7 separate regions of the Mus musculus genome follow, and all the other regions are linked to region 4. Evidence: chromatin contacts called from public HiCAR-type, HiChIP or PLAC-seq and Micro-C data. All regions are on one chromosome and are shown on one strand. Each heading gives the region's core, a stretch centred on a gene start, on an enhancer-like site or on the middle of the called end of the contact. The rest is flanking DNA. Distances are from core to core; before and after follow the strand shown. Region 1 holds the start of Snrnp25 (small nuclear ribonucleoprotein 25 (U11/U12)). Region 2 holds the start of Sh3pxd2b (SH3 and PX domains 2B). Region 3 holds the start of 4930505A04Rik (RIKEN cDNA 4930505A04 gene). Region 4 holds the start of Stc2 (stanniocalcin 2). Region 5 holds the start of Hba-x (hemoglobin X, alpha-like embryonic chain in Hba complex). Region 6 has its middle 20 kb from the start of 4930505A04Rik. Region 7 has its middle 7.9 kb from the start of Gm51888.

The links. Hi-C and Micro-C count contacts between places; a contact is called where the count stands out from the background. HiCAR-type assays count read pairs that join an accessible place to other places. HiChIP or PLAC-seq counts read pairs in DNA pulled down with a chosen protein or histone mark.
Region 1: a contact with region 4 is called in a FOXA1 HiChIP or PLAC-seq map of pancreatic cancer cells. The contact joins the promoter of Snrnp25 here to the promoter of Stc2 in region 4.
Region 2: a contact with region 4 is called in a FOXA1 HiChIP or PLAC-seq map of pancreatic cancer cells. The contact joins the promoter of Sh3pxd2b here to the promoter of Stc2 in region 4. A contact is called at or near these places in 2 of 115 datasets of contacts at active chromatin or transcription factors (astrocytes and pancreatic cancer cells).
Region 3: a Micro-C map of embryonic stem cells shows a contact between it and region 4, with 5 times the contacts expected there. The contact joins the promoter of 4930505A04Rik here to the promoter of Stc2 in region 4. A contact is called at or near these places in 2 of 39 promoter capture datasets (both in embryonic stem cells) and 2 of 484 Hi-C or Micro-C datasets (both in embryonic stem cells).
Region 5: an H3K27ac HiChIP or PLAC-seq map of embryonic stem cells shows a contact between it and region 4, with 6 times the contacts expected there. The contact joins the promoter of Hba-x here to the promoter of Stc2 in region 4. A contact is called at or near these places in 1 of 39 promoter capture datasets (liver) and 1 of 115 datasets of contacts at active chromatin or transcription factors (embryonic stem cells).
Region 6: a contact with region 4 is called in an H3K27ac HiChIP or PLAC-seq map of embryonic stem cells, with 4 times the contacts expected there. The contact joins the enhancer-like site here to the promoter of Stc2 in region 4. A contact is called at or near these places in 5 of 39 promoter capture datasets (embryonic stem cells, liver and pre-B cells), 1 of 484 Hi-C or Micro-C datasets (embryonic stem cells) and 2 of 115 datasets of contacts at active chromatin or transcription factors (both in embryonic stem cells).
Region 7: a contact with region 4 is called in a HiCAR-type map of astrocytes, with 2.9 times the contacts expected there. The contact joins the enhancer-like site here to the promoter of Stc2 in region 4. A contact is called at or near these places in 3 of 39 promoter capture datasets (the 3T3-L1 cell line and liver), 2 of 115 datasets of contacts at active chromatin or transcription factors (astrocytes and stem cell-derived neural progenitor cells) and 1 of 9 other capture datasets (embryonic stem cells).

What each region holds. Positions count from the first base shown.
Region 1 is chr11:32,203,217-32,207,104 of GRCm38.p6, forward strand. It overlaps Snrnp25 (small nuclear ribonucleoprotein 25 (U11/U12)), which reads left to right and starts at 2,199. Exons shown (of 5, transcript NM_030093.3): 1 at 2,199-2,447; 2 at 3,744-3,834. The coding sequence starts at 2,406. It also overlaps a transcript of Il9r not described here.
Region 2 is chr11:32,346,336-32,350,118 of GRCm38.p6, forward strand. It overlaps Sh3pxd2b (SH3 and PX domains 2B), which reads left to right and starts at 1,505. Exons shown (of 13, transcript NM_177364.4): 1 at 1,505-1,633. The coding sequence starts at 1,559.
Region 3 is chr11:30,469,047-30,473,082 of GRCm38.p6, forward strand. It overlaps 4930505A04Rik (RIKEN cDNA 4930505A04 gene), which reads right to left and starts at 2,783. Exons shown (of 5, transcript NM_001100394.1): 1 at 2,696-2,783. The coding sequence starts at 2,718.
Region 4 is chr11:31,367,582-31,371,313 of GRCm38.p6, forward strand. Stc2 (stanniocalcin 2) reads right to left here and starts at 2,480. Exons shown (of 4, transcript NM_011491.3): 1 at 2,131-2,480; 2 at 145-287. The coding sequence starts at 2,281.
Region 5 is chr11:32,274,408-32,278,334 of GRCm38.p6, forward strand. It overlaps Hba-x (hemoglobin X, alpha-like embryonic chain in Hba complex), which reads left to right and starts at 2,193. Exons shown (of 3, transcript NM_010405.4): 1 at 2,193-2,351; 2 at 3,162-3,366; 3 at 3,473-3,709. The coding sequence starts at 2,257. The coding sequence ends at 3,601.
Region 6 is chr11:30,489,945-30,493,547 of GRCm38.p6, forward strand. No RefSeq gene overlaps it. Among named protein-coding and RNA genes, the nearest start is that of 4930505A04Rik, 20 kb to the left of the region's middle. Within about 2 kb of position 2,192, at least 7 of the 459 cell types and tissues checked have an H3K27ac peak or open chromatin away from gene starts, as enhancers often do. A contact at or near this core is called in embryonic stem cells, where this site is marked.
Region 7 is chr11:32,117,481-32,121,307 of GRCm38.p6, forward strand. No RefSeq gene overlaps it. Among named protein-coding and RNA genes, the nearest start is that of Gm51888, 7.9 kb to the right of the region's middle. Within about 2 kb of position 1,866, at least 95 of the 459 cell types and tissues checked have an H3K27ac peak or open chromatin away from gene starts, as enhancers often do. A contact at or near this core is called in astrocytes and stem cell-derived neural progenitor cells, where this site is marked.

The DNA.
Region 1 (3,888 bases), core at 949-3,448, 840 kb after region 4:
CTTTATACTAATATCTAAGCTGCCAGGAGAAGACTTGATCCACACTCAGGGTGAGTCTTTCCGTTTCAATTAATGTAATCAAGAAAATTCCATATACCAGAATGGCCAAGTAGTTAAAGAATCAGATTTAAGAAAGTCCATCACAGGGATGCCTAGAGGTTGACCCATCTAAATAACCCCTCACAGATGCACCAGGCGCTTGTCCCATGGGCGATTCCCTGTCTTGTTGACAGTCAATATTAATCAATACAAGTCCACCCCTTGTAAACTTGACACCCAGACACACATCCTTATGCCATGCTTAATTTCCAAGTGAAGACACATTCATAATTTTGCCTACAATAACTAACTGAGCCCAACCACAAGCACACTACCCTACCCTCAAAATAGGCCAGAGTTCCTTTAATGCTTAGTCTTTTGGTGTCCCCAAGGGCAAATATAATTATGTTTACAAGGCTTAATAACTGATACTCTGGTTCACAGATGTGTATGCATGTGGGAATATGGAGCTATAGAAATATAGATATAGGTATGAGGTAGAATGGTAGGACATGAAAATCGTGATGGCCTAGAAAGGAAAACATGGGAAAGGAAAGATCTGGCTTGCTTTTTCTGCTGATAAAGGCAGAAAACTAATAGACATAGCTGATAAAGCCAAAATTGCCTGAAACAGTTCATTTGAGAGAAGATATCTCAAACAAAAATGTCAAAGACAAATAAATTGTGCTTACTTATGGCCACATTAATCTATACTGTAGATTTTCTGTTTATTTTTGTTTTGAGAAAGGGTCTCACTATGTAACCTGTTCCTCTTACTTTCTTCTTTATCTCTGCTGTGCAACTCTCCTGGGCTTTAAACCCTTTCTCCTGCCTCAGTCTCTCCAAGTGCTAGGATTTTCTCCAAGTGCGTACAACAAGCTTGGCATAGGGGATAAGAGTTTTAAGTAGGATAACCATGATTGAGGGAGGGAGGGAGGGAGGGAGGGAGGGAGAGAGGGAGGGAGGGAGAGGGAGGAGAGGGAGAGAGAGAGAGAGGGAGGGAGGGAGAGAGAGAGAGAGAGAGAGAGAGAGAGAGAGACACGGTTGTTGTTCTTCCAGAGGGCCAAATTTGATTCCCAGCACTCACACGATGTTTCTCAGTGCCCAGAAGAAATACACGCCGAAAATGACCCATACACATAGGATTTTAAAAATGAGGCAAGTGATTAAAGTAGCTATCCAGGGAATGTGACGGGAGCAAAGAAAAAAGAAAAAGCCCACAGTGCTGCCTACACAGCGTCCTCATAAGAACAGTTGTTACAGGGACTGGTGGTGTAAAAGAACACGAGGACTAGAGATCAGCGCATGGCAAGGCTGCCCTTGACAGCTCCGAGGACCACAGGTCCCGCCTAGATTTGTTTTGTTTAGACAACTTCCCTCTGTAGTCCCTGCTCTCCCATACAGACCTAGCTCTCGATTCAGATCCAACTGCCTCTGCCTCCTGTGTGCTGAGATTAAAGGTGTGTGCCACCAAGCCAAAGCTTCACTTCACTTTTTATTCTATTTGTGTGTGTGTGTGTGTTGGAGTTGGAGTTGGTTTTTGTGCGGGGAGGGGGTTGGTGGGTTTTTTGGTTGGTTGGTTGGTTGGATTTTTGAGACAGGGTTTCTCTGTATAGCCCTGGCTGTTCTGGAACTCACTCTGGCCAGGCTGGCCTCGAACTCAGAGATCCGCCTGCCTCTGCCTACCAAGCGCTGGGATTAAAGGCGTGCACCATCATGCCCGGCTTCCACCTTACTTTAAAGTGGACCTTTTAGGCAATTTTTTGGAATGGAGCCCATGGCATAATCTCAAGTGACTGCGAAGCGACCTGGCTGGGGCAACAGCACGCGAGTGGCAACGGCAGGCCCCAGGCAGCAGGAGGCGCCCGCCTCCCAGCGTCACCTTGTTGGGTGATGCCGTGCACGGGGACAGGTGTCTTGCGCGAAACGATAGCAACGCTGGCCTTCCTTGACAACCAGCCCAGACCGAAGAGAAGCTCAGCAGCGGGGAACAGAATAGCTCGTAGCTCCCGCGCCGCTCGCACCACCAACGTGACCTGCTCTATCCAGCCAATAACCTGCTGTCTGCACGCTCCCAGCCTCCCGAAGACTCGCACATTTCATTGGCTACTGAAGCCACGCAGTATACCATTGGCTAAGCTATCTCGTCGGGGCGGGACACAATCACTGCGCACGCGCCTTTTGCTTATCAACCTGGAAGGCAGGGCAGGCTGGAGGAGCGCCGGAAAGCAACACTAGTCTAGTAGTAGGCAGTCCTGGAGGACCCGGAGGCTGAGGATCGGCCGGAGGTGCCGGAGGACGACGAGGATGATGAGGAGACATTGCCCCATTCCGAGGCTGTGGACGTGTTCCAAGAAGGTCTCGCCATGGTGGTGCAAGACCCGCTGCTCTGCGACCTTCCGATCCAGGTGCGAGACAGGGCTCTGGGGTGTGGATGGGCGCTGGTGGTCCCACCAGAGAAAGACGCTTCTGCGCATAAGTGGAACGCTTAGGGTGAGGAGCCCCTCTGAGCCGTGAAGTTTGAATTAAACAAACACTAAGATATGAACTCAGGATGAGTGTGACAAGTCTTTTCCTTTTGCCTGAAACTTCAGTATGCGTGACTTAGTAGTTAATGTATTCTTTAACCTTGCCAATCAAAGGTGTTTTTATTTAACGTCTGTGTGCGCACAGAACTGGGAGCCAAACTGAGAACCTTTCGAATGCTAAATAAGTGCTCTACCACTGAGTTACACAAGTTTATTTGTACTTCCCTCTGTGTTTTATTAAAACATCTCTTGTCTGGCCAGACCTTTAATCTCAGCACCCGGGATGCCGAGGCAAGGGAATCTCTGTGAGTTTGAGGCCAGCCTGATACATTGAGAGCTCCAGGCCAGCCAAGGGTCTGGAGTAGTGGGTCTCTGCCTCAAAACAAACAAAAGACATTTTGTTATCAAAGGTTTTAGGTAGCCGGTCAGTTGCACCCTGGACCTGAGGTACAGGCCTGGAGCCTCTTGATACAATACTCTCAGGATCGCCAGGCCCAGTGTTAATTGAAAATCCTAACACACAATAGGTGTCTTAGTCAGAGTTTTACTGCTGTGAACAGACAGTGTGACCAAGGCAACTCCTTTTTTTTTTTTTTCCTTTAAAGTTTATTCAATACAACCTAATCTCCAACTTCACTGAGGTGGCTGACCACGTGGACTCTTATAAGGACATTTAATTGGGGCTGGCTTACATGTTCAGAGGTTCAGTCCATTATCATCAAGGCAAGAGCATGGCAGCATCTAGGCAGGCATGGTGCAGGGGGAGCTGAGAGTTCTACATCTTCATCTGAAAGCTGCTAGCAGAATATTGGCAGCAAGGATGAGGGTCTTAAAGCCCAAGCCCATAGTGACACACCTACTCCAGCAAGCTACACCTATTGTAACTGGGCCACACCTTCTAATAGTGCCACACCCTGGGCTGAGCATATGCAAACCATAACAGTAGGCAAGCTTGGTTCCCTTTTTTGATCAGGGCCACTGACAGGTAGGTATATATCATCTATAACTAGGGAGACATTAAGGCATCAGGTGTCTCCAAGTGACGCTCCCCAGCAGTGTGGGTAGGGCCATGTCAGTGAAAGGGCATGTTTGGAAAGGACCACTGGGGCAGGACTCTCAGACACAGAATTGCCCCATTCTAACACCAGAAAGCTCTTATGATCTCCATCTCCCTAGGTTACTCTAGAAGAGGTCAACTCCCAGATTGCACTGGAATATGGCCAGGCGATGACTGTCCGTGTGTGCAAGATGGATGGAGAGGTAATGCGTAAGTACCGTTGTCTTAGTTACTTTCTCTTGCTATAAAGAGATACTGCGACCA
Region 2 (3,783 bases), core at 255-2,754, 980 kb after region 4:
AAATCAGCCGGCAAGGGTGGGAGGTGGAGGATGGGGGCAAGGATGACGGGACAGGGAAGATGATGGCATTACTACAGCTACAGGCAGAGCTGGGGAACTGGGAAGTGGGAGGAGCTAGCTGATTCAGGTACATCCAACTTCTACAGTCTGTGCTTCTGCTTTGTGCAGGACATGAGAGAAACCAGCGGGTGCCTTGGGTGGCAGCTCTGCTGGGGAAGCACCTTAGGATCTGGTGCACTGGAGGGAATTACTGGGCCAGGGAGGGCCCTGGTTCCAAATGGATGCCACTCTCCACAATCTCCGAGTGGGTCAGTAAGAACAGCTTAATCAAGAGCGCCAAGAAGATAGTCCTGTGCCTGAGGCAGCACAAAGCCATCTTTGGTACAAAACTGGCTTTGGTAAAGACAATCCTCCCGCCTTGGCCTGGTACCAATCAAGTAACCCCTTCTATTAGTGAAGCCCATCCAGACCAGCCTTCAAGGCCAGAACAGCAGAAAGCACGGACAAAGAAGCCAAAAAGGCAATAGAGGGGTTTCCAGAGGGATTCAAAATAAAGTAGTCTGCAAGGCCTGCCTGGACTGACGAGAACTCTCCCTTAAGAAATTCCTCGACTGATCTATGGGTGGGGAGGTGCCTGAAGGGGAACCCCTGCTTCGTGGCTGAGAAACCACTACCTGCAGTCTGAACTTCCTATCCATGGTGTTATGTGTGTCCATCCATCCATCCATCCATCCATCCATTCATTCAGCCAGCATCTGTTAGTTACTGAGCGCCCAGCCAATGCTAGGATGAGCTAGAGAAAAGAGATGTGGAGCCACTTGTAGCTTTGCTTTGCTTAGTGTGGGGCAACCATGGGTTGGACCCACCTGCTCCATGAATCTAGAGGCTGTCCTCAGGTCCTCTGTAAAAGGCGATTAACCATCCCCTCCTGACCCCCAACTCCCAGGTGTTGTGAGATTTTAAGTGAGCATCCGTGATAATGACAGGGCACAGGGCCAGGTGTGGACTCAGTCCCCCACGGGGTCAGGGGCTTGCTACCTACCCAGCATCCCTGCTCTCTTTCACCTTCGCAGCCCTGTGCAGGGCTGCCAGGCCATTTTTGCAGTTTTTCCTCTCCCTGTCATAGACAGTAAACCCAAGAGACCTAGTGACCACCTCTCCCTGACCCCCAGCCCCCGCCCCCAGCCCTGGGGGCAAGCGATCGGATTTATAGCGACTGGCACGCCAGCGGTTCTCACACACCGAGGGGGATGGGCAACCTCCCTGAGCCCTTAACGGGAATGGAGAGCTCGAGCAAGATGCTTGGGTGCCTGGGTTTAGAGTCGCCAGGCCCGGGCGCGGGGGGCGGAGCGCGCCGTCCCGCCGGGCGCGGGGACAAAGGCCCGCGGGCGGACGTGGCCGGGCCGGGCCGGGAGGGCCCTTTAAGCAGGGTGGGCGGGCGGCGTGGAGGCGGGCAGGGGCGGGGCGCGGAGGGCGGTGGCGGCGGCGGCAAGTGCTCGGCGGCAAGGATCGCTTTGGCCCGGCCCGGCCCGCACGGCGCTGGGCGCGGAGAACGGCCATGCCGCCGCGGCGCAGTATCGTGGAGGTGAAGGTGCTGGACGTGCAGAAGCGGCGCGTGCCCAACAAGCATTATGTGAGTCGGCGTCCGCGCCACGCGGCGATCCCAGCCCCGCGCAGAACTTGTGCCCCGCGCCCTCACCGCCGTCTCCCCACGCGCCCCGGGTCCCCGCGCCCTCCCTGCTGTCTGTCTCCCCACGAGCCCTTGGTCCCTGTGCCTTCCCCGCCATCTCCCCGCTCGCCCCTTGGTCCTCGCCATCTCCTCGCGAGCTCTCGCCTTGCCCACCCGTACAAAAGTCTGGCCCCAGCCGCTGCTGCAGACTAAGACAGAAACCAGGAGAGAAACCCACGGAGCCGTGGGTCTCAGGCCACCCTCCTACCCAGAGGCGCCCAGCCTCATAGGATTAGCGAACCTAGCCCTTCATCCTTCTGTGCATGGGTCATTTGAGCGCCCCTTCCCTGTAACTTCCGCTTAACAATGTGGGAAAGTTTCCCCAGGAGTAACCCCCCTCTGTGACAGGAGAATTTTGTTTGGAGCTGCTAAGGTGTGGAGGAAATGGGTCCCTGGCATCATTTTGCAGATGGGAACGCTGAGACTCAAAGGCTGAGGATTCTCAAACGTGGACGATGGGCCTGGGGCCCACGGTGACCCTCAAGTGGGAAGTGGCCTCTCAGGCTGCTTGGGGACTTTGTTGGAGGTTGAGGTGGCCTTGGTTCCACCTCAGAGGTTCTGGGTAGTAGGACAGTGGATTTAGAGGAGGCCCTGGGGACTTCACTCCAGGTGTGAGGGGGACTGGCTTCCCTGTGGCTGTGCCAGTCCTGAAGAAGTTAACCAGGAAAGAAAAAAGCAAGAGGGAGGGAAAAAAAAATCCTAACAAAGAAGTGAGGAACAATGACTAGAGAGGGCGTTGGCTGGAGAAAGGCTGGCCAGGGGCCTCCCTGGAAGCCCCTTTGGATCTATTTGTTTAAGAGATCCATTCTTACAAAGCAGACAGCTATACATGCCTTCCCTGAGTCGCCCATAAAATTCTGAAAGGAGATGGCCGGGTATCCACTGTACTCTACAAGAAAGGGTGTGCTGTGTTCCAGTGTATTGTTATAGTCTAGGCCTTCAGTAACTCAGCCCTGGGCCAGCCAGCGGGGGGCTGCTTCCTGGACCTGTGGTATCTTTAAATAGAGCTAAGTTTTCCCTGCTTCAGAGCTCAGCTAAATTGTCTTGGTTTCCCCACCCCCACTCCCTTTCCCCCCCCCCCCCCCCTTAACTATTTCAAATGCTGCCAAGTCTTGGTTTCTTGTTGAAGCCTGTTGAGTTGCCTCTTGGGTATGGGACAGTTTTCAGCAACACACCAACTGGAGGAAGTCTGAAATTCTCCTCCATGCCGCCTTCCACCAGATCCGACAAACCAGAATAGATAGAACCACCAAGGACTGGGTGTCACCTTCTACTCCCTTGTGGTGTCACACATGTTTAGTGGTGGTCTTCTCAAGTCTGTTTCAAGGATGGGGCAGCTAACAGTAAGGAGCAGAGCAGGCCTGTTGGACCAAAGACGTTGGCCCGTCAGACCACGCCCCTTTCCACATCCCACACACCCACAGAGGCCCTGGACAGAACGCTCCCAAAACCTGGGAATCAGCTCAGACTTTTGTGGCTTTGAGGGGTACCCCTGAGGTTCTAGCCAGTTGTCCAGGGCTCCCTGAGCCAGGTATGTGTAGCCCTCTAGCTTGGGCAAGCTTAGCTCTTCGACTCCCAGGCTGCTAAATATTACTTCTTTCAGTCTCTGTGTCCTCATTTGTAAGATGTGGTGTTGATGCCTCCTCCCGAGGAAAGGGGGGGCGGCAATCATGTGACTGACATGGGGTTTCTTAACTGCAGCCCTGTGGCGTCTATGTCTCTCTGATTGAAATCATGCGAGAGCTTGTTCTTCTGTTTTCGGGCTTAGTCACCGCTGTGACGAGGGGCCTTCTCCCTGCCATCCAGTCTTTGGTTCCCCAAATGGGGGTTGGAGTATAGAAGAATGCAGCCAGAGCCATCCAGAGGAGCAGATAAGTTGGTTCTATAGTGACATCGTCCCAAATGCAGCAGCAGCAGACTGGACTATAGTGCCTGCCCCCAAGCTCCACACACAATAAGGAGTGGGTGTGGAGGCAGATGTTGGAGGCCTGGCTGATGTTACCTTGCTTCTGGCCTCTACACAGCAGCTTCCCTTTCCTCAGTTGTAAGAACAA
Region 3 (4,036 bases), core at 1,533-4,032, 900 kb before region 4:
ACCAGAAGTGTTAGGTGACTACGAATGTTTCTTAGACACACCTGGAGAGCTACACATATGAACTCACAGTGTTTCTGACAGCATGCACAAGACCTGTGCAAACTCAACCAGACAAATCCCAGCATGGAAGGGGCTATATGGGCACAAAGTCCCACCCCTACCCAAGGGGCTATTGGTAAATGAGAGTTGCTAGGCTCAAAGAGTTGGGTTTTGTTTTTGTTTGCTTTGTTTTGTTTTGTTTTGTTTTAATGGTGTGACCCTGGTAGGATGACTATGCTCCAGGGCAGGCCCCACACCCAAGAGTATTTGGGTGACACTAACTGGACTCAACGGGTTAAAAAAGAAGAGAAAAGGAATCAGTGAGAGCCCATGAAGCTGGGTAGATAGGAAGGGGCGGGTGGGTTTGGCAGGCATTAGGGTGGGGGGAAATATGATCTAAATACATTGTATGGTATCTTCAAAAAAATAATAACGTGGTTAAAACAATAACAACAAAGATTCTAGATTTATACTGACAAATGGGTAGTTTTGCCTTATCCGCAACCCTTAAAATATACCTATTACCTTACTTCAAAATGAATCCAGTCCATCATTTCTATTGTAATCTTTCAGTTAACAATCTCGGATAGCTTTCCATTACACTTATAGTAAAACCTAGTCTCCTGATTATATTGAGTGTGCACTGAGGCAGCTAATCTCTTCAATCTCATTCAAGCGTCTTCCCTGTTTTCACTTCTTTTCTCCTCAGGGCACCTGCTCATGCTCTTCCTTCTCCAGCACCACTGGTTTTTCCCAGCTCCCCAGCATCACTTGGGTATCAGTTGAAAAATTTCCCAGATACTTCCTAGAGTCCCCTCCCCATGATGCTCTAGGCGTGTACATTCTTTTGTGGCTCTTACTATAACTCAAATTGTATTTATCTAGCTCTTTGTCTTTACTAAGCACCAGAAATACCCTTATGGATCAATATAAGTTCCATGCAGTGGTGACTATTAGTTCACTGATCACTGCTTGCCTGACACCCATATTCTGTTCAGCTTAGGTAAATGCTTTGTGTTGTACTCTTTATATACTTCAGGTGAATGTCCTAGACTTATTTTTCCACTCTGCCTTTGCTTCAGCTGTACACCCTTAACCCTCACTCCATTCCACATAAAAACATTTTTCAGATTCTTTGTGATCTTATTTCCTTGATTTGTAACAAAAATTGCTGCTTTGCAAAGGATTTAGAAGAACTGATTACTAGAAAAGTGTAAGCAACTTCTAAGATGTTTCTATTATATTCTCAGATCTGTGTATTTACTTAAAAGCTGTAACTTTCTGGTCTGAACTCCTTGGTCTCTGCTTTCTCCATCTGTTTCTCATGGTTGAACACCAACACATCTGTATCAGATCCTTGAAGGAAAGGACTGTAGGTGTTGGTTTACACATTTATGCATTTACTTGGTTCTGTATTTCAAGGTGTGGATGGCTACAGATAAATAAATGCGAAATGCCTGATTCTGTAGAAACATCTTTGTACAATGAAACACCTTATACAGACAAAACACTAATGTGCCTGAGACCCTAGGTTCTATATCAGCAATGCAAACAGTAGCAACAAAACAGAAAGCAGTCAGGCTTGGCTTGGAACCTCTGCCACTTAATATCTAAGGTTCCATTCCTTGATTTATATGAAAGAACAATAGCTATTGTAACTGATGTGAGAAAAAGAGCACTGCTAATGCATTCAGCGGGTCTCTACATGCCAGGTGCTACATGAAGCTCTGAGGATACAGCAGGGAAACAGATGAAAACTCCTGTCTTCACGGGGATTACATTCTAGGGAAGGCAGAGAAGAAATGAAATGGGGCATACACAGTCTATTAGATGGTGCCACATGATAACGACAATTTCCAGCGAGGAAGAGGCATGTAGGTATGTGGGAGGAGAGGCTACGTTTGGGACAGGGTATTTGTGAAGGTGGTAATTGAAAAAAGCAAGGGAGGGATGGGTACAAATTAAGGATATTTGAGGAAGGAACATTCTAGCAGAACCAACTGTAACTGCCAAAACTCTTATCAGAAATGTGTCCATCTTTAGACATAAAGCATGGTCTCCCAAATTATCAGTCAAACACATCTAAAGGTATCAAATAGTAATCTTTGAGGCTTGTTCTTAGGAACTTGTTTCAACCAGTTAGCTGTATGCAGGTGCCAGGGTGATCTAGAGGGCCGTAGCAGGTGTGGTGCGGCAGGCGCAGCCTTGGCTTTACTGTATGTACCCTGTGGAAAACATATTTTTTCCCCTTTTAAAAAGAGGCCATGTTGAAAAGGCTGCAGAGACTAGGGAAGCAAAGCGATGGCTGTATCCATGAGAAGCTGGTACTCGAGACTGAGTGAGGACAAGAGAGGAAGCAATGAACAGTGGAGTATGGATAATTTCAACATTGGAGCCGACAGAATTTGCTGACGAGTTAAATGTGAGGTATGAAGAGTGATTATTTCATGATGGCTTCAAGAAAGCTCAGTAAACGCTGCACTAGGAAAAAAAAAAAAAAAGATACTGTAATCACTCAAACCTTGGAAAGCAGGGGAGGAAACCTATTGGATGTATGTGGCCTGGATCTTATGTGCTGAGCCACTCCCTTAATCTTTTGCAAGAAATAGAAAAGGTTTTCAGAAGGGAAAATAGAAAGCTGAACCCTGGCACTTACTGCTGCTTCTCCTCTCCCTCCATGGCCCCCTCCAGCCTGCCACGTGGCAGCTAGGAGTGTCAAGAGAGAACACTGACCTATTCTTGCTAGAAAGGGGCTCCAGAGCGCTGCCACTGTGACTCCAGCGTTGCTAGGCGACTGAGAGCTCAGGAAGAAAAACACAAGCGACTGGGGACTGTGCGCAAGCGCAGTAAGTGTGCTCTGTTGGGCTTTCGCAGCTGGGTGTGGCTTGCTTCAATCCGGGAGGGAAAGAGTCCCTTGGTTTTTAACTACAGCCTTAGGTTGGACAGTGAGTTTGAAGTTGTAGAGCCCTAAACCTAGTGGGGAATCAGCCCAAAACCTAGTGGGGAGCCAGCCCTGTTGGGTTTGAGGAGTGAGCAAGGAAGGCTTCCAGGTCTCCCCCGCTGCCCGTGGAAACCTGTTTTCCATGAGCACTTCAGAGCTGTGCAAGTCCCGATTCTCATGGGGAAGCTTGGCTATCACTTTTTGACAGAATCTGAAGCTTTAAAATAGAACAAAGGAACGCTGCTCTGCAAATGAGGCTACCTGTAGTTTGTGCATCTGCCCTGTCTGAGCGAGGGTTCAGGAGACTGCAGGTTTAGGCAGACTCCCAGCTTGCATGGCTGCACTTTTCCAAAAGCCCAAGCTCCAGGGAAAAGACCTGGACGATCATCTAGCACCTTGAGCCTGGAAATTTTTACTCCATTTTCCAGTTTCCACTACCAGAGCCAAATGCCCTTGGCACGTGTGATAACTAAACCGTTTTTCTGTATAGGAAAGGAAATGGGGTTAGAGATGTTTCTATTGAACTGAACTCTGCTGTGTATGAGGAATGTGCATAAGCATGGGAAGCCAAAGTCATTTTGTAAATTTATATTCGCGTGGGACAGATGTGGGGTAGTGGAGGCTGGCCTTTTACTCAGGTCCTAAAGTCCTGTTAGGGAGAAGAGATTGTGGATACATTTGACATCCAGCAACCTACATACTTGAGTGTGGACTGTATGTGTCTCTGAATAGGGAGTTATGGGTCACCAAATATGAGGGAAATGGCTTGGAGAACCAGAAAGCTAGGAAGGGAGGGGATGGCATGCATGTTTGCTGAGCCAAGCATTCATTGGACCCACTATCCACAGGGAGAAACGTAGTTGAATCCTAACCATCAAACTGATTATGCACATAGGCCCTGGGAGCAACTGGTGTTTGCCTTGTGGATTCACCTCTTGCTAGCTTGTACATAAGGGAGACATTTAGTATCTCAGAGCCTAAAATTCTTCATTCACAAAATCTGAAAATGCCTAGTGAACTGGCTGGCTTGGTGGTTAACTTTACGTAAGCTAGAGT
Region 4 (3,732 bases), core at 1,230-3,729:
CTGGCGCCCAGCTGCATACCTGCAAACACCAGACTCTCTCAAGCAACTTAAACCCAGGAAATCTGCTCACAAGTCTATCCAAGCCAATATTTCAACCACACTATACCAACCCAGAATATTTTTCATTCTCTATGTTCTTTTTACCTGGGCATCGAATTTTCCAGCGTTGTGCAGAAACGTCATGCAAATCCCATGTAAACCCTGGATTTCACAAGAGTTGTTCTCGAAACACTCAAACACACCACAGCCCACGTCCCCGGCATTGACCAAACAGTGCTGGATCTCCGCTAAAATGAAAAATTATATACAAAGTTTTCTGCCATGCTAAGTGTTAATAAGGGCTAGAGAAAAAAAAAAGGAGAGAAAAGTGGAGCCAATTTCAGAATCTAAGGAGTGGAAAGAAAATGTCATTATTTTCTAATACATATGAAAAGTATGTGTATTTGTAAAATTAGCCAAAATAAACAAATATAACAATCAGAATTTAGTCTGAGCGTTTTCTTTTCTTCCTTCTATCGTTTCCACTTAATGAAGGTACTTGTGGGACTACTGTTCAAGAGCCCAAAGCACTTCAGCTTTTAAAACCCACAGGGAAAATAAGATTTGAAAATGACCACATTTTATGAATTAAATGTCGTTCTCTACTTGAGGCTGCAGAAGCCACTGCCGTTAAGATCTGGCCATTTCCTTCCTGAACCCAGATGAAAGCGTCCAAGCAACTTCAATTCAGCTTTATGATTCAACACCTAAAAATCAAAACAAGATTCCTATTAAAGCCGTGCCTCCAAACCACCCGCATTAAAAATGCTAGGCCACGGAAGCTGCAGCTGGCACCAGCTTCAGAACGCAGGAGGCAGGTGGGGGCTGGCCTTTCCACCCGCCACCTTTCTCTGGAGGTTCCTTTTAATTAGGGATCCGGTGTGAGATATCACTTAATCCCCTCGAATCCCAGAGGCCCCGAGCCTGCTCCCTCTTCCAAGATGTCCTAATTCGTCAGCCTGAAAGGACAGACAGGGAGCTGTCAGGCTGCGGCAGAGCAGTCTCACGCCTCTCTCGGTTCGCTCAGTTCTACGATTTAAACCAACCGCAAAATTACAATGAGGAAAGTGTATTCTGGAAGAAGGGCGGGGCTCGAGTCGAAAAATCTGTATGAGATGAAATCTAGCATGAGAACGAGCTTGTGCTTGTGAAGGGGTGCCTAAACCCGAGAGGAGGCAGGGCGGACGAGGAACCCTTGATTGTGCGCCTAGACAAGCGGGGGTGAGAGGCTGAACTGACTCCACGCGTGGTCGCGAGCAGGGCAGCGATCACTCACTTGGAGAACCCTGACCAGCACTTGTGCATTCCGGCTCAGGCAAGGAGCGCACGCACGCCACGGCCGCCGCTTTCACACGGCCCCCGAGGAATTGCGGGGGTGGGGGCGTAAGGAGACGAGCGGCAGACACGTTTCTTTCTCTCCCGGGAGCTGGGAAGAAGGCCAGCCCCGTGTGCCACACGTCAGGCTTTTGCACTGCAGCTTGCTGGTGAGCAGGGCCGCGCACGATTCGGATCGTGTCAACAGTTCTTCCCGTGCTGACTTGGCTAGGAGCATGGCTGCAGCAGCAGAGGTACGCTTTGCGAACCCCCTCCCCCAAAGGAAAAGTTCCTAACTGGCCAGCAAAGTTCTGGGCTGTCCGGCATCTTTGGAGAAAACGGAGACAGTACATGCCAGGCTGGCCGGCTTGGAAACGAAGTTCTGGGTGCAGGGCGAGCCCAGCTCTGGGGTCCCTTGGTACTTCGCACGGGCCAGGCGTGACGAAGTGCGCCCTGCTCCGGGCCCGGGACTCTGGCTGGAGCTGGCAGCAGCGTCAGGCACAGCCTCGGTTCCCCTCAGCCCCGGGGAAGGCTAGCAACAAGTCTTGCCTCAGCCATTTCATCACCCTGCTAGCACGTGCCGATCCCCGGCTCTCGCAGCCCGAGCCAGACCTCGCTTCGCCTCGCTCTTCCCTCTGCACGTCCCGAGCCACGGAGAGTTTGTGCCGCCCGGGGTGAGCTCGGGTCGCCGGCTTGGGGCTAAAGGCACCCGGCGCGCCGCGAGCATGCACCCTGTTCTCCCCCGGCAGCTCTGGGCTGCAGGGCGCACGCGTTTACCTGTGTTCTGCAGGGACAGACGGCCTTTCTGCTGCGAGCTCCTGTCTTGGGGACCTTCCGGAGGGTTCGTGGAGTCCGTCCCCTGCGCCGGGTCCAAGGTGGCAAACACCAAAGCCAGGGTCACAAACTGGCCCAGCCGCTCCGCACACATGGTTCTGGGTATCACCCTCCCGCCTGGAGACCTGGATTCTTTGTGCGCCCCTCCTCCTCCTCTTCCTCCTCCGCCGCTTCCCCCTCCTCCCACTCTTCCTCCTCGCTGGCCCCTTCCCTCCTCCTCGCCGCGGCTCGGATAGAGGTTACCCAGCGCCCTCCCGTAGCTCTCTGGAGAGCATGTGACCAGGCCGTTAGCCGCGCCGCGAGTGCCCGGCGATAGCAGGGATGGTGCCTCAAATATCCCTGGAAGCTCTGGTGTCACTTGAATGAAGGAGTCGAGCAGGTGTTGTCCCGGAGGCTGGACCAATCGGAGACCCCGGCCCGTTTGACAACACAGCGGGAGGCGGGGCCTGCGCCAACTTCTACGGGAGGAAGCGGAGCGCCTCCGCGATCGCCCCACAAAGTTGCAGACCTGGCGGCGGCCACGCGTTTGCGTGGTGTGTGTGTGTGTGTGTGTGTGTGTGTGTGTGTGTGTGTGTGTGTGTGTGTGTGTGTGTGTGTGTGTGTGTGTGTGTGTGTGTGTGTGCGAGACGCGTGCGCGTGTGCTCCGGGGCAATGGCACGCGTTTGCGTGGTGTGTGTGTGTGTGTGTGTGTGTGTGTGTGTGTGTGTGTGTGTGTGTGTGCGAGACGCGTGCGCGTGTGCTCCGGGGCAATGGCCGAATGGACTGAGGGGGAAAAATTAAAGCGGATGCCAACTCTACTTGCAACTAAAAACTAAAAAAAGGGGGGTGGGGGGCAGGAGAAGTCGGTCTTCACAGGGACAGAGTCCCCAGGGTTCATATCCAGCTGGGAAAGTTTCCTCTTTGGAACACAGTCACATTCTCAGCCAGGAGACCTGAACAGATTAGGACAGATACCTGGTCACAGAGATGGTGCGAGCAAATTGAACTCTGGTGGGAATTCCTAAGCGTCCTGACGCTTGTTTTGTTTTTTGGGTTTTTTGGTTTTTGTTTTATTTAAAGGCGCTTGAGGACAGGCGTGGAAGCTGCTGGCCTGATTGACTTACCCACTTTCTGCCTGAATTTGATGGGTCCAATAACACCTGGGGCGTCTCGTCTCGCTCCTCCTCCAGTCCAGACGGATTCCTGTCTGGGCTTCAGGGATCCAAGTGACAATTCATTTCACCAGGTGAAAATTCATTTGCATCATTTCCTGGCTGGTGGCCTGGAGGCCCAGGCAGCCTTGGGTCAGGCGGCCACAGACCATCGCGTGCCCAAGAGGCCAGAGCTTGACAGGCAACTTTAGGCGTCTCCAAATACAGTCTTCAATTTTCTCCAAATGCCACTCGGCCCACTTACGGGTTTTGTTTGTTTGTTTGTTTGTTCTACTCTGCAGTCCTCTGATGTAAAATTAAAGCACCCCACCCCCCAAATCTTGGGACCTTCTATTTTTTTCTCCTCTTCTTGGAGCCCCCTCCTTAAGCACCCTGAGAATCAGATCGCCTTCAG
Region 5 (3,927 bases), core at 943-3,442, 910 kb after region 4:
CTTATGCATGCTAGGCAAGCACATATCCCCCAACCCCTGCATAGCCATTTGTTGCCAATCAGTGTGAGAAGTGAATTTAATGGAGATATTAGAGCCTTTGCAACAATTGACAGTGGAACAGATATGTATGGACATAAATAAATAAACAAACAAACAAATAAAATGGGCCTAACCCTCACACTTCATACAAAAAATTATCTCTCAAAATGAATCACCTATACAGACATAAAACAAACATGAAACTTTTAGAAGAAAATATAGATAAAAATCATTGTGTTTTGTGGTTAGGCAGTGAAACCTTAGACATAACTTTAAAAGAATTCTTTCTTAAACTGGGCATGATGACCCACACCTTTAACCCCAACACTAAGAGAAGTAGAAACAAGCAGATCTAAAAGAGCCAGCCTGGTCTACATAGCAAGTTCAAGGACAGCCAATGCTGCACAGTAAGACCTTAACTCAAGAAACAGGGCTGGGATTCTTTCTCCCACTTAATTTTGAGATGCGGTCTCACTATGAAGCCCTGGCTATCCTGCAACTTGCTATGTAGACCAGGTTGCCCTCAGGCTCACCAAGATGCCTCTAACTCTGCCTCTTGTATGTTGGCACTTACCACTAAGTATGTATGGTGCACTTACCACTAAGTCCACCCCAAAAGAATGAGTTCTAAAATAGAAGCTTGATTAGTTAGACTTGATCCAAATTAAAACGTTGACTTTATAAAAAGGACTATTAAGATGAACTGAGGGCTGGGTGAGATGCCATAATGTGTAGAGGCCCTTAAAACCAGGCTTAACAGTGTGAGGTAGTAGTCTTCTTGCCTCCACACATGTGCACATGTGTGCCCTTCACACACAAAACAAATAAATGATACATGAGAAATGAAAGACTATCTGGAAAGTGTAAACCTAGGGGAAGGTATTTGCAAATAGCATATCTGACCCCCCCCAAATGATCCAGATTATGTATAGAATGTCTATAAATCACTGGTAAGAAAATGGCCCAGTTGAAATGTGCACAAGGTACCTTTTATAGGTAGACAACGTGCTTGAGCAGAGACAATACCAAAGATGAAAAATAGGCACCCAGAGAGATCTTCCATCACTGGCCATTGGAAAAATTCTGTTTTCAGCCACCATGCTATATCATTACTTACCTATCCAACAGCTAAGATTCAAAAAAGGCTGGCATTGATACATAGGAATATAAAGTAGTAAGGACACTCATGAAAATGGTTTGGCAATTCTTTATAAGATTAAATATACACCTTGCATATGCCAGGAATTCTACTCTTAGATACAGATGTATCAACTGACACAGATATAGAGAAATAGAATTGTAAGCTCACACAGAGGTCTCTCTGTGAATGTGGACGAAGGACAAACTGCTGCATATTCATACCACAAAATAAAAAGTAGCCAACTACTGGTGAATACAAAAGCAGATGGATCTACAGGATATTATACAAGGGGAAAGAAAGCCAGTCTTAAAAAGGTAAAATATGGTATGATTCCAGTTACACACATTTTTGAAAAGGATGAATTAGGTTAGGTTAGGAGCAAGAGGAAGATGAGGGCTCCAAATGGGTGGCTGTGGAGTTTTAAGATGGTGGAGCTACATAGATCTATATATGTGTCAGTCCAGGACAATGAGCAAACCAACCTATCTCCATGTTAAGATAAAAACTAAGAGAACTGTGCATTTCATTGTATATTGGTTGGTATGGAGGGCTAGCTGGAGACTGGAGATCTTTTGTTGACCCGTTACTCCTCCTAGTGAGAGCAGACTTCCATGATCTTCCCTCAGTGCTAAGTGAGAGGAATTACTGCTTCCTTGGAGGGAACCCAAGAGTCACTGACATTAGGTGACAGGGATGGCTCAGACAATTTGTGATTCTGAAATGAGAAAGGACAGTGCAGGTCTGGATACAAGAATGACCTCCTGACATGGCTGGGCCCCTATCTCTCCTGGATTCTGTGTGGGACTAAGGCCAACACCCCTCCTAAGGCCATGGGCAGTGGGCAAGAGCGATAGCACTTGCCCTTACAGTCCCACCAAGCCCTAATTCCCATTGTTGCTGGCTCTGATAACAGGCTCCACCCTGCAAGCCCCCTCCCCTCTCCTAACCAGTGGCCACAGCCTGACAGGTCCCTGACCATGTGTATATAAAGGAGACACTGGGGACAAGCACCATCAGGCCAGTCTTGAGTGCACTCAACTCCAGCGCAGCCTCCAACCCTCACCACCACCACCACCATGTCTCTGATGAAGAATGAGAGAGCTATCATCATGTCCATGTGGGAGAAGATGGCTGCTCAGGCCGAGCCCATTGGCACTGAGACTCTAGAGAGGTAAGTCCAGGCACCATGGCTTGAGTAAGCAGGTCAGAAGAGGGATTGGTGAGACAGAAGTGACAAAGAGCAGTTAGTGAGGAGAAGCCACTGAGAAGGGGTCATGAGGACAGTATGGTCAGGACAGTAAGGACAGAGGCAGAGAGGACAACGTGGAGAGGACTGAGAGATCAAAGCTTGTGAGGAGGGGATCCAGGCAGGCAGACAAGCTGCTAAAGGAGGTGGGCTGGCATTCACAGAGCTCACCAGAGTCTTCCATGTGGCTCCTCAGGTATTTGTTGAGTGAATAGGAATGAATGGATGAATAAACAGCTATAGGTGGATAGAGAGTGAGTGGATACAGAGTGGATACAGGGATCTGCCATGTAGACCCTTGTGCAATAGGAAATAGTAACATCGCTCTTGGGGTTGTTTTTAAAAGATTTTGTGTGTGTGTGTGTGTGTGTGTGTGTGAGAGAGAGAGAGAGAGAGAGAGAGAGAGAGAGAGAGAGAGAGCGAGAGAGAGCGCAAGCGTAGGTGCCATTAGAAGCTAGAGGCATCAAATCCCCTTGCATCTTAGTTACGGACAGTAGTGCATTCTCTCCAGGGCAGTAAGTGCCATCTCTCCGAATGCTTTTTGTATTATTCAATGTACATTTTTTTGCATTTCATTTCCTTAAATACTATGTAAACCACTACTTTGTTTTCTGTCTGGTAGGTCTTTAAATTTGTATATCCCTTACATTTTGAGCCCAAGGCAAGAGCCAGTGTCCTAGCCCTCTCCCTAACCAATACTTACTTGTAAAACTAACGCTTTCTCCCGGCCCCTAGGCTCTTCTGCAGCTACCCCCAGACGAAGACCTACTTCCCCCACTTCGACCTGCACCATGGGTCTCAGCAGTTGCGGGCCCACGGCTTCAAGATCATGACCGCCGTAGGGGATGCGGTTAAGAGCATCGACAACCTCTCTAGTGCTTTGACTAAGCTGAGCGAGCTGCATGCCTACATCCTGCGTGTGGATCCGGTCAACTTCAAGGTGGGTTTATGAGAAGGGAGGGAGAGGTCAGCAGAGAAAGAGACAAGGAAAAAAAGCGGGTGGGGTCTCTGCTGCACTGAGCACTGAAATTCCCTTCCCTCCGCAGCTCCTGTCCCACTGTCTGCTGGTCACAATGGCCGCACGCTTTCCCGCCGACTTCACCCCTGAGGTCCACGAAGCCTGGGACAAGTTCATGTCTATCCTGTCTTCTATCCTGACTGAGAAGTACCGCTAAGCTCCACCGCCACGACCCCCATGACCAGCTATGATCCCTCTCCTCCCCTTTATTGAACCCTCCCTCAGGTCTTTCCCTGAATCCCTAATAAATGGTTGAAGAAGGAAATAACTGGTCCTGTGTATTCGGTCTCAGAGGGAAACAGGGATGGGGACACTACGGGATGCACTGAGGTTGGCAGGAACACTGCGGTTATGCACTGCCTAGAGGACATTCCTAAGGTGGCTAGGGGAGGGTCTGGAGAACCCCAGAGTCACAGCTGGCCAGAAGCAGAGCCGCCCACAGTCAGACCTGCCTGCGACTGGAGTTCTCACCTTCCCAAATCG
Region 6 (3,603 bases), core at 942-3,441, 880 kb before region 4:
TGAAGAGAAAGTGGGTATGGAGCCTGGGTGATACATTTGGTAAGGTTTTATAGTTGAATGATGTGAGATGGATGTGGTGTCTAACTATAGAATGTTTTTGGGTGTTCCATACCCATGGATCCACCTGGGCAGTTGGTAAAGGAAGAGGTGAGTCAGATTGTGTGAGTTTTGAGGAGAAGGAGGATGGGAATGGCTGGTGAGTCTGGGGTCAAGCCTATGGGGAGAGTAAGGGAAATAGAGGCTCTGAGGTCCCGTTCAGCAAGGGAACTAGCAAGTGGTGGAGTTTGGTGAGTGTGGTAAAGTGTGCTGACATAAGGAGAAGTGTGTACCTAAAACTCTGTCAGGACTCAAAAATTGTCCTCAATATCCAGAGAAAGATAGATTGCTCTGATACTGTGATGACTACCTGAGGATCACTGTTGGAGATGGTAGTGGTCAGGCCAAGGGAGTCCAAGCTCCCTGAGCTACCCATGGCCAGACGTGGGAGGTTGATTTGGGCTTGATGTTCCCATGTCATGAAGGACATAGGGGCGGTCAATGCCCCAATGTACCTCCTGATGGCATCTTGGATGAGGTGGCTTACACAGGCTTGGACAGATTCAGGTCCAGTGATCCTCTTTCCAGATTTGAAATAAGGAACCAGAGGTTCTCAGGCTTTGGCAGTCCAAGGAACATGGACAGCTTCCTTGACCAGTCAAAAGGCCTTTGTTAGCATCAGATATTTTTGTTTGGGGGCTTTTTTTCATCTTTCTCATAGTATACCATAAAGACCACAGCTAGGAGTTCTGCCTGTGGCCTTTCTCTAGACATTTAAGGGTTCCTTTATCCAGACATTTAATTTTGGCCCTAATATTATGGAAACTCTGGGAGAATAGGTCAAAAGGACTTGTTTCCCATCTGGAGTCTCGGGATCCAGAGGGCCTTTGTAAGGTAATCTAGAGATTGAGGCAGGTTTTCATGTTTTCCTTGGATGACTTTTTGGATATTTTTAAGGACAGTTAACTACTTTTAGGACAGCCTTACAGAGACTGGCCAGGAGGTAAGTTATAAATTGATCTCTAGTGAAAATGCCCCAAGAATTGTAGCCTCACTCAGGGTTCTAGTTAGAGACTGCCTCAGCCCAAAATGGGTAGATGGCATTAATTTGGTGGATCTTATCTGCCTGTGGGCCAGTCAGGGGGAAGTAAAGGTGGCACCATGGCAGAGCAGGAGGAAGTAGGAGGAGGCTGCTGGTAGGCTGAAAGTAGGCATCATCGAGGGTTGATGGGCAATCTATCACTGAGGAGAGAGAGGAGAACCAGAAAAAGAAACCAGGAGAGGGGGTTGTCAGGGGAGGCTTATTAGTTTGATTAAAAGTAGTGGAGGAGTGATTTTGTTCAGACTTCATGGCTAGAAAAAACTGAGTAGGGAATACAAATAATTACAAAGTGGGTGTTTATGAACCCACAACTTTAGTGAAGAAGTGGAAGCTCCTAGAAGGCAGGGATGGGTAAGGCTTTCTGTGTACCTGTTCTGGACAAAACCCACTCCCTATAGTCTGGACATAACCACTGTCCTTGTTTTGCAACAAGAACCCATTGCTTTTCTTTACTTCTATTTCTGTTGCCAATATCCTTCAATACAGTTTCTCCTACACTCTGCCACTGAAGCTCTTTTCTTTGCCTGAATGCCATGCTTTCACAAAGGATCACCCATTATATAACCATTGTGTCTTCCTCCTTGGGTGCTACATCACTACAGTGCAGTCTTCTTGGTAGGCCTAAGGGCCTAAAAGCAGTCACAAGTGAAAGAGTTTCAAGGAAACTATGCCTCCTGGAACCTTGGCATTCCCATAGCCCATATGCTCAAACCCTGTCTCTGAGTTAGCCTGATGTATGGATCTGAGTGCTTTCTTGTATTATAGGTACTTCCAAGAAATGATTTTACAAGTACTTAATCAGGTTAAATTTTACTCTCTGGTTTTCATCAATGTCCCAGACAGCCCTTGAACCAACTTGGAGCTTGGAATTCAGTAAGAAAATTACCTATCCAGTAACATTCAAATTCACTTCTAGTAGAGACATTGAAACTAAATAAGCATTACAAAGAACAGAGCTAGAAAAGCTCAGGGCTGGTCTGCATAGTGATAACTTAGGACAATAGTTTGAGTTTCACCCAAACACAGGAATACACAATGGCCTAACAAATAGGTGGGCTGTCCCATGAAAGAGTTGGTGGAAAGGGAATTCCCCTGGTACAGGTTTCTTCTCTAGGCCCAGAGGAATAGCATCATCAGGTATTTACTAAAGAACCCCTGGTGGTGGGTTTAACAATAGACTAGCTTTGCATCAGAGCATTCACTGGCTCCATTTTAAGTGGTAAACACGACCTGGTTCCCTGCCATAATTTTATATATGCATTCTTTTTTTTTTGTTTGTTTTGTGTCAATGTAACTTGGCAGGTGTGTTCGCCTGGCTTTTCTTGTTTTTCTTCTGTATTACAAGTCTGGTGTTCGTTTGGACAAAATACATTCAGAGCCACACTCCCTTGTGTCCTGTCTCTTTGTCACCCCCTTCTCGCCGACTCCATGTCCACCTGCTGGAACCTCTGATTCCCACGGATTGAGGGGGTCTGACTAGGCCCGGTCCGTGGCACTTGGGTGCTGTGATTTAGGTGATCAAACGGTGGTGCTTAGGATCAGTAAAGAAATAGCTGATTCTTCTATTACTTCCTTGAAAAATCATCTCTCACAAAGATACTTTTTTTTTTTTTTTTTTTTTTTTTTGGTTTTTCGAGACAGGGTTTCTCTGTGTAGCCCTGGCTGTCCCGGGACTCACTCTATAGACCAGGCTTGTCTCAAACTCAGAAATCCACCTGCCTCTGCCTCCCAAGTGCTGGGATTAAAGGCATGCTCCACCATGCCCAGCACATAGATACTTTTGCTTTAGTGTTTCCCTTCTGTAGTGTTGATATCTACACTACATTCCCAAAGAATTAGCACACAATATACTCTCTGTGCAGATTTCTTAATAGAGTTTTGTATGCATGTTCTTCATCCAGATTGATCTGTAAAAAACTTCCTAGAAATGTTGCCTTTGTCCTTGCAGAGTAAAATAATGGTAATTCTCACTTTTTAAAATAGTCTGAAATAGAAATTCCATCTTTAAGACAGTGGATCTGCTGAACCTTCTAATCTTCCTCCCAACAACATCTAACATTTTTGACAAATGATGAGAGGAAAGGAAGAAAGGGAGAAAGACTGCATTTGTTGATACTTTCAGAATCTATGAGGGAAATTGGAAATAAACATGTACTTTGAAGATAAAAGATGCATCTGGGACATCCAACCACGAATGCACTCTGATTTTTTTTCCTAGCAGAGGAGAAAGGGTAATCTAGATTCCCTGAAAAGTGGAAAGTAAACCACTTCCCATCTGCTGGTAAGCTCATTTAAGAACCAGATATTTACATTTTAATTTAATAAAATTATCAGAACTTGGTTTTATTCTCAATCACAAACCAAAGCCAGATGTATGGCTAGTGGTAGAAAGCTTACCTAGCATGTGTGTGGAATAAAACAGACAGAAAAAAAAATCAATATTCCTCACCAAGACCTGTGAGTTA
Region 7 (3,827 bases), core at 616-3,115, 750 kb after region 4:
AGTTAGAATGGTTGGGGAACATGCCAAGTACGGATGCTCATGTGTGATAACTGTGTTAGGATTCTGGCTGAGAATCTAAGTGGGTCTGTCAATCTGACCAAAGCCAAAGGAAAGAGCCCAGAAGGAAAGTCTTTCTGGTCAGTATGTGCTTTCCCTGATAAGGTGTCCCTTGCCAAACAAGGAACTGGGTCATGGGAGAGAGGAAAGGGGCTATTTGGCCCTAGCTCTCCTCCCCTCCCCTCCCCTCTCCTCTCTTCTCCTTTCTTCCTCCTCCTCTTCCTTTCTCTCTCTCCCTCTCTCCCTCCCTCTCTCCCTCTCTATCTCCCTCTCTCCCTCCTTTCTTCCTCCTCCTCCTCCTCCTCCTTCTTCTTCTTCCTCTCTCTCTCTCTCTCTCTCTCTCTCTCTCTCTCTCTCTCTCTCTCTCTCTCTCTCTCCCTCCCTCCCTCCTTCCTTTCCTCCTTCCCTCCATGTCCCCCTCCCCCCCTCCTTTGTGTGGACAGTCTCCCCATCCTTCTAGACCCATCCCCCTAGTTTTCTGCATCTAACAACCCAGCTCTCACCGTTCAAGCACATACTTGGGAGGAAAGACTTCTCAAGGCTCAGACTCGTGAAAACACTGTGGGAGAGTGGGTGTGTTTGGCATCCTCCCAAGGCTGTGAGAGATCAGGTTGGGATGAGTTTGGGGATCAGGAGATGCTGAAAGCTGATGTAAGTCAGACAGACAAATCTCATGGCCTGGGGGACCCTTCAGTGTCCAACTGAAAGGCTACATTCACCAGGATGTATAATGAGAGTAACAACCACTGTCAGTTCTCCAGGACTTAATGTGAGGCAGGACCAAGCTAGGTTTGTACAACCTGACCAGGTTGTAAGTTGTATTTAGATCTGCTGGCCTCCCCTCCACACCAGAGGCAAGAAACCTGCACTTTGGAGAGGTTCTGTGACTTGCTCAGTTTCCCTGCCAGGTAGTCAAAGCCAGATCCAGAATAATCTAAATGGACCTCCTGACTTAGAATCCTGGCTCTCCCCTTCCCAGGGGAGTAGCTACACACCTCCTCCATCCTTGCCTCAGTCAGCTTCACTGCTATGACAGAATGACATAGACATGTCTGTTGCCCCAATTTATTTCTCAAAGTTCTTGAACCTGGGGTGCCTACAAGGAGCTGACAAGAGTCTAGAGGTGCACTGTAACATGTAACACATGAAAGCAATAAATGAAGCCAGGCAAGAATTTGGAGGTAGTGGCAGAAAGATCAAGTGTTCATCTCTGGCTACACAGCAAGGTAGTGACCAACTTGGGTCACACTGGGAAATTTGTTTCAAAACATCCCCAAAAAGCAACCAGCAACTGTAGCCTCCGTTCCTGAGCCATTACGGAGTTCCTACTCTGTCTTTGGCCTTGTCCGAGGCCTGGGGAGGAATGCAGAATGGCTTCTGCCCTTCCGGAACACTCAGGGGTCTGTGTTCTAAGAAACAGTGGCAAGGCGAGGCTTGTCACCCATGAAAAGGAGGAGGAATTGTGGCAGAAGTCACTGTGGACTTCAGCGAATTCATGAACGGTTCAAGGAAGGCTGGCATGCCCTGCCTGCTGAGTGCAAAGGAGATCATTATTCACCCTCTGCTGGCCAATTAATGCTGAACTCGGGCTGAACCTTTCCCTCTCCATTTAAATCCTGCCCTTAAGCCCAGAGGAAAGAGGAATCCTCTTCCCAACTTCAGAGGGAAAAAGAAATGGAACAGAACCCCCAAGATCAGCCTTGGTTTTCTCCTTCTAAATAAAGACTTCCGAGCAAGCCTGAGCTATTAGTGTTCATAGTGGGGACTGTGTTCTCGGCTGCTTCCCCTCTGCAGCTGCATCCTGATAGCTCTGGAATGGGGCAGCATGAGCCATCTGCTTGACAGTTTGTTTTATTTGGTAACCTTGACTGCAGACTGATTTGTCGCTCGCTCGGGCAGTTTACTGCCCCCGGGGACAGAGGTTGCTCTCAGCAAGTCAGTGGTGGGCACTAGGGTATGAGACTGAGCTAGTGAGGAGCCTTTGAGGATGGAAACACACCCATACAGCATGGCTGGCTTCTCCAAACCCATTCGTTGCCATGGCAACAGTAGCTGCCACCAATCTAGACCACTGTGCACCTATTTATTAGCATTGGGAGAGGATAGGCCTTGGGTTCAATTCCTGCTTCAGCTATTCTCTACAAGTCAGCCAGCCTTGACAATTCCCTCCTGCAGGTCCAGGTAAAATCACTTACAGCGTGGGAATTATGGTAAAGGTAAGATACAGGCTGCCTGGGAACCCTATTCTCCTGCCTCAGCCTCTGGAATGATGAGATTACTAAGACACCACCTTGCCCAGCTAATGACACTTATTTTTTGAGACAGAGTCTCACTATGTAACCTTGGCTGGTCTGGAACTATGGAGACCAGGCTGGCCTCAAACTCACAGAGCTCTGCCGCCCTCTGCATCCTGAGTGCTGGGATTAAAGGTATGTGTCACATTCCTGGCTCTAATGACACTTTTCTAAATAAGGTGAAATATCTAAACTTGGTATAAGTATCTCACACTGTAAAGGTTCCAATATATACACGGTGCTCACATGGGATATTCTCTGTAATAGCATCAGAAAACGGTGGCCATAGAAACAATGCACTATAAATCCACACAGGCTCACTAAATAAAACTTGTATTTCCATAGTGTGGGTTCTTCTACAGTCATTTAAAGGAGCACGGTTGTCCTCTCTGCTCTAATCAGTCTTCAGAGTCATATCTGGGGGTGGGGTGGGGGTGGATCTGTTTTGTTTTATTATTTTTAAACTCCAATTGTTTCTCTGTGTAGCCCTGGCTGTCCTGGAACTCACTCTGCAGACCTTGAACTCAGAGGTCTACCTGCCTCCACCTCCTAAATGCTGGGATTAAAGGCATGTGCCACCACTGCCCATCTTTAACTCCATTTGTGATATAAAACCAAAGCCCTTAAATTCAATCAGGAAATTGCCATGTAGTGGGGTGGTGTGTGAAGGGAAAACTCACCTGTTTCATCCCACCAAGGCATAGAAGCAGAGCCTTTGGGGTCTCCCAGAACCTCTGTCCTGTCCAGCATGGCCCCACCCATAAGGACTTCAAGAGTGGCAGCCCACCCAGTTAAGTCACTCAAGAGCTGAGAAACCCTGAGGCCACAGGACAGCTGTGGTTGCAGAGGAGGCTGCCAGCGACGGGCACTCCATGCTGCCATACACAGCAAGTACAGCCACTCGGCTCCCAGCACTGCCAGTGAACCATATGCTCTCCCAAGGATGGAGGCAGTGGTGGTCTTCTAGTGTGGTGAGCTTTGGGTTCAGCTTCCTGCCTGGGTGTCAGCCTGATGCCTTTGAAGTCAACATTGTCACCTATATCACCCTTCCTTCTCTTTTTCCTATGTGTTCAGAGGCAGCTGGATTAACTGTGGTAATTCCTCTCCCCCTCCCTCCTTCCCTCTCTCCCTCCCTCCCTCCATCCACCTTTCCCTCTTCCCCTCCCTCCCTGCCTCCCTCCCCCCTCCTCCTCTTCCTCCTCCTCCTCCTCCTCCTCCTCCTCCTCCTCCTTCTTCTTCTTCTTCTTCTTCTTCTTCTTCTTCTTCTTCTTCTTCTTCTTCTTCTTCTTCTTCTTTTTTCTTCTTCTTCTTCTTCTTCTTCTTCTTCTTCTTCTTCTTCTTCTTCTTCTTCTTCTCTCTCTCTCTCTCTCTCTCTCTCTCTCTCTCTCTCTCTCTCTCTGTACTTGGGTCTTGGCTTTGGAAATTTGAAGACTATGATCTGCTTCATGTTCTGTCCTGATGATCTGTCCTGCAGTT